Linked DNA regions of Zea mays: region 1 is linked to region 2. The links are chromatin contacts, called in public Hi-C maps. All regions are on one chromosome and are shown on one strand. The core of a region is the stretch at or near the end of the contact, and the rest is flanking DNA. Distances in the headings are between cores, read along the strand shown. Region 1 holds the start of LOC100217218. Region 2 holds the start of LOC100382479.

What was found. Hi-C and Micro-C count contacts between places; a contact is called where the count stands out from the background.
Region 1: a Hi-C map of leaf shows a contact between it and region 2, with 7 times the contacts expected there. The contact joins the promoter of LOC100217218 here to the promoter of LOC100382479 in region 2. A contact is called at or near these places in 4 of 25 Hi-C or Micro-C datasets (bundle sheath, ear, leaf and 1 more).

What each region holds. Positions count from the first base shown.
Region 1 is chr1:242,060,701-242,063,481 of Zm-B73-REFERENCE-NAM-5.0, reverse strand. It overlaps LOC100217218, which reads right to left and starts at 1,435. Exons shown (of 5, transcript NM_001366163.1): 1 at 1,094-1,435; 2 at 795-936; 3 at 634-700; 4 at 338-560. The coding sequence starts at 1,155.
Region 2 is chr1:241,799,958-241,802,856 of Zm-B73-REFERENCE-NAM-5.0, reverse strand. It overlaps LOC100382479, which reads left to right and starts at 1,377. Exons shown (of 3, transcript NM_001175218.1): 1 at 1,377-1,595; 2 at 1,727-1,851; 3 at 1,979-2,524. The coding sequence starts at 1,740. The coding sequence ends at 2,490.

The DNA of each region.
Region 1 (2,781 bases), core at 186-2,685, 260 kb before region 2:
ACTGAAATTGCCTCATTCAAAAAAAACGGTGACACCAATTTTCAAAAAAGAAAAAAAGAAAACAGCACTTCATAAAGAAATATAATTCCACTAAAAACAAATTTCCCATGTTCCCCAATCCAGAGTTTCAACATTCTGCTTCAGAAAACATTATGCTTTAGAACCCACGAGAAGTACTTGACTGTAATTCTGCTTCAGAACCCGTGAGAAATAGTACTTTGCCATCCATAAGCTAACATGACCAAATTTGTGTAAATGTGGAACATAAAAAAATCAAACTTCATGCACGCTTATGGACTCGGCCAAAGATTTTAAGCTAGGAGAAAAGAGATATTACCAATCCTCAAAGCACCGCATGCAGAGCATGTGGGCACAGTCGGGCAGCACGACCTTGGGGCTAACCTCGAGGCAGATCCCGCACTCGAGCTCCCTCTCCGTGTCCACCTCCGAGAGCTGCTCATCCCTGCTCCTGAATTTCTTCAGGCAGAGCTTCCTCTGCTTCCTGTCGTCCAGCTCGGTGATGCCACTCGGAAGCTGCAGCAGCGACGGGAAAATGACGCCTGCCATTGCGCAACGCCGTCAGAACCGACAGTTAGTTGTTCGAGGAAGAGAGGAAGGGGGTGGGTTAATTACCGTAGAACTCCCTGATGCTGGCCTCCATCTCCCAATCAGGAAGCGCCGACGAGCCGTCCGCGCACACCTGCCGGAGAAACGGCAACTCAGCAAGCCAACTCGTGGAGTGAAAACCCTAATCGAGCACGGGCACGAGCTAGCAGGGTGCAAGGCGGCGATACCTTGTATAGCATAACCTTGAGGAGGCCGAGCGCGCCGGCGAGCTTGCAGTCGGTCCACTGCAGGAGGAAATGCGCGACGGCGCTGTACGCCACCCGCATCTGGATGACCGAGCCGTCGTAGTCCCTCAGGAATTCCGACGCCCTGCTCGCATCGCACAAACAAACAACCCCCGCCATCGCGAAAAAAAAGTCATTCAGTCATCCAAAAACGTCGAAGAAGAGTAAAAGATTCCGCCTTTAACGTGAGCAAGCAAAGGGAAAGGGGGCGAACAGGAAATCCCGCTCCCTGGAGGACTCACATCGCATTGGCGTGATCGATGTCGGCCTGGAGGGCCTTGATGGAGTCCTGAAACTTGCGCATCGGCGCGTTCCACTTCCACCGCCGGGGACCCCCCTCCTCCGCCTTGGTCTTCGCTTCCGTCAGTACTTGCCTCCCGCGCGGAGAGCAGAATCGCACGGAAGGGACAAAACAAACCCCGACTAAACCTCGCCGCGTCCCGCCCCTTGTGCCTAAACCCGGCGATTAGATTTGGACTGGGGCGGATTGGACTGGAACGGCTTGCTTTTGAGTTCGTTCGCCCTCCGGCCCTGGATTGGGGTTCCTATTCGTACCCTTTTTTTCGAGCTCGCTGGATTGTTCTGGCCGACTCCGAGTCCAACTCCGAACCGAGACCCTTTTGTTGCCACACTCGTGGGGGGCCGCCGGGGGCGAGACCGCGAGAGCGACGACGAGGAACAGTGTCCTTGGGTGAGCCCGCACGGCAGTGGTCCACGGGCCCCACCCACATCTCGGCACACCTGACGCTCCACGTTTTACCACTGAAAGGTGGGGTCAAATAACCACGTGGTCCCATCTGTCATTCTTTAGATAGAGGTTGCGCAGATAACTTCGTGCTGCGACGTGCCCATGCGGGTCCCACGAAAAAAAATCCCAAAAATATCCATCCTCGGCGGGTCGCTGTCACGCGCGGTCCTCGGCACGCGCAGATGGAATGATGGACAGACAGACCATCCACCCACGTCACCGACGCGCGGGGCCCGCCGGTGTCCAGGCCAACATGGCAGGTTCGCTGCCCGGATATTTATGGCAGCCCAGCCGTCCTCGACGCCGTGGGAGGAGGAAAGGGACGGAAAGAAACCAGTGGGCTCTGGTTTCCGTGAGGCGCTCGCCGACGACGCCCGCGGCCCGCCCTGGTTTGGGGGAGGTTTGGGGGGAGGGCCGGTGTGGGACCGTTGTGTCCTTATCCAAGATTCCGAGGCCATGATTGGCAGGATGGCCTGGTCCTGGTGAGGTTTCGTGACGTCTGTGGCTCAGTGGCTGAGGCTGACCCATCCACCAAGCCTGGTTGATGAATGGCGATGTCACATGTTTTCATTACCGGATAGAGATGTCAGATGGAAGTATTATAATTCAGGCCTCTGTCTTGAACCAATGATAAACGATTTTTTTTTTTGGCCAAGATTCTTTTTCATGGTACTGCCCTAGCCCCTAGTTAGCTTAACTCTTCTGCGTCCTGTAAATCGAAGGTGTTCGAAAACTATTGTATGGAATTATATAGCCATATCAATAGATTTATTGTTACGCACGTTTCTAAAAAAATACCGAACGGGTCTTGTTGGATTAATTAGCACTAAAAATTAACTGGTTACTAATATAATAATGCATACTAGTATTTTTTTAGGCCGAAAGGCCATTTAAATCCACCTGCTAATAGTTGGTCGGACAACAAATTAAAGGTACATAAAAATATTAGTATCTTTGTGTAACGACTTTAAATCGGCGAATAAGGCTAGCTAATAATTAGACATGTACAACCTAGATACTATATTGTATATACCTAAAAAAAAGCCCGTCATACAACCTAATGTATCGAAGTCTTTTATCTTATTCATACCCTCGAGATACAATTCATTTATGTGGATTGTATGGTAAAACCATATCTTTTAGACTTAGAACCGTGCTAAATACGTTTCTTCACTGAGATAT
Region 2 (2,899 bases), core at 128-2,627:
TTCGGCAGTCGGCAACAAAAATCGAGGCAGTCACGCGTCCACGAGACCACGATCGACCCGCGCGCCTGTGGAACGAACACGAAAGCGCCACGCAGCAGCAGGAGCAGCAACTTTCGCGACCGCCGCTCCAGTACCCTACTGACCTCCGTCTCCGTCTGTGGAACGAACACGCGCAGCCGCAGCAACTGGAGTCCACCACTTGTCCACCGTCCACGCCGTTGACGGCTACATTCGCATACTTACTTGATTTGAATTTTAGAACATAACATCATAACAACATCATAATAAATATTAATTTATTTTATTAATAGATTTATAGTTGATAAAAATCATATTACAACTAAATTATGAACAATAGTACATATATATTATTTAGTTGAAACTTAGTTAAATATCATATTTATAAATAAATTATTTTAACCTGGTATATTTATATTTTGGTCTTTAAATATAATCTTTTTGTATATTAAGTATATTTGTCTGTTTGGACTTCAAAAACTCAAATAATCTAATGTATTCAAAATTGTACTTTTTAATATTAATTAAAATTTATCATTGTATATCAATTATAATGTAAGATTAACACAATCATTATTTCTGATATGAATTTTTTTAATATTTTAAAGGTGTACATTAATTTTTAGTACATTATTTAAAGTTGAAAATCACTTGTAATTAGTAATAAAAGTAAGTTTAAATTGATTTTATTTAATACTTTTTTACTTTCGGGTACGAATAATATCGGATATTTCACGGTTTTATCGAATATTGTCGAATACGAATTTTAAACCGGATAGAGAAAACCGAATTTAGATATGCTTATTTAATATCCATATTAAAATTAAACATGAATACTGATATCTATATTAGCACTTTAATCGAATACGAATAATTCGGAACCAAACAATAAACGTCACGATCCCCAGCAGCCGCGCTAGCGTTCCTCCCCAGCAGCGGAATGAAACGGAACAGTCCCCGAATCCCCGTCCGCTCGCTCTCGCTGGCACTGGCAGTCCGCACGCGCACGGCACGGCCGGATCCCGCAACCGCCACAAAGAAAGTGGCGACCGCGACGGGGCCCGACCGCCCGGCAGACAGAGCTGCAGCTGCCTGGCGTAAATGAGCGCGCCGATCGCCACTCAAGTCCAGGGATACAGATACACACAGCAATACAACGGCAGGAGGTTGGGGGGCGCGGAAAGTGGAAATTTACCGTGCATGTCTGAAGTCTGAACAGAACGGAGACGAAAAAAGAAGAACGGACGGCATCAGTCTCGCGATCGAGGCTAGGGAAAAAAAGTAGTGGTGGACTGGACCGCTACCACGACTACGACTAGTACTACTAGAGCAGATCAAGCGGGGCAAGACCAGTGAGACGCGTGGGGACTTGGCAACGACAGAGAGAGAGGGAAAGAAGGGAGCAGCCACCGGCCAGCGGGACAACCCAACCAACGCGATCTCTGGGGCAGGCAAAGGACGACGGGTCGGCGAGAGGCGGGGCCATGAGGATCCGGAAGCGCACCCCTGCCAGGGCAGCGTCGCCGGGACCGCCGCCTCTGCCTCCTCCTCCTCCCCTACCGCTGCAGCGTCCCACGGTGAGATGCCGGAGCTTATTATTGATTTTACCTGTGTGGCCTCCCGGGTTCATTCATCGTGGGCGTTGGTGTGGCGGCGGCTCCCGTCCCGACCTTTCTGCTCACCGCTTGCCTGCCGTTTTTTGGTCCAGGAGAAACCACGGGATGAGGCGGCGGCGGAGGAGGAGGAGGAGAAGCGGGCGGTCCTCGCCGCCGGAGTCCGAGAAGGCGACGACCGGGTTCGCCCCGCCGCCGCCGCCGCTGGCTCTGGGAACAGGTGCGTGCCAAGACCCTCCTCTGTTAAGGTGTCCCTAGAGAGATCTCGGGGGTGGGGTAGCTGAGAAATCGCTTTCTCTCGTTCCTTCTGTCTCCCCCCCTCCCCCCCTGCGCCCTGCCCCGCGCAGCAGCGCAACGGACGACGTGCCGAGGCCGGAGCCGCAGGAGCAGGACGCCGCCAGGTGCAGCCGGAACGACGGGAAGCGGTGGCGCTGCAAGAAGGCGGCCGTGCCGGGGTACCTGTTCTGCGACCGCCACATCGCGTGGTCCACACGCAAGCGCAAGCCCAGAGCCAGCACCAAGCCCAAGGTTCACGGCAGCGGCGTCCTGGAGCCCACCGCCATCGCCCAGGAGTTCGCGGAGGACCACGGCCCCACGCAGCGCGACGCCGGGTTCCTCGGCGGCTTCTAGCCCCGCTGCCGGAACTTGGCGGGCGCAGGGCGGCGCTCTACTTACCGTGGTCTACCTTTTTCCTACTCTCCAACTGATTGATGATAGTAGTTCTGCATCCTGTGTTGCGTCGATTTTTGCTGCCGTGCTATGCTCGGATCGTGTCGCAGTTCTCGTGTCCATCTGGAGGGAAATGCTGCGATGCCTTTTTTTTCTTTTAGGGAGAATCCAGGACCTGGTGCAAAAGTAGTAGCCAGTTCAACTAAATATATGGGGCATTGATCATTGGTTCTTGCGCCTCGTTCTTCTCGAGCTATTTTGCTCTCGTCCTATAATAATCTCTCTGTTAAGTGCGGTGGAATAAGCAGAGCTAGCATGCATGATCAAGGATTGCTTATTAAAAAAAAAGCGCCCTCTTCCTATGGGCTGGGCGTCCGTGATCCAGCCACACAGGAACAGGAACAGCCCACAAACTCACAGAATTGTCTATGAAGCATCTTGCATGCTTAGACGAACGAGCAGGCATTACGATTAGCCACTAACTCCTGCAGCCTTGCACCGACACGACAAAGAGGCGTTGCTTTCTGGTTTTTGCACAAGCAAGTCAGCGATGGACATGCAGACATCGCGTGTACTTACAGGATCACCGGTCACCTGAG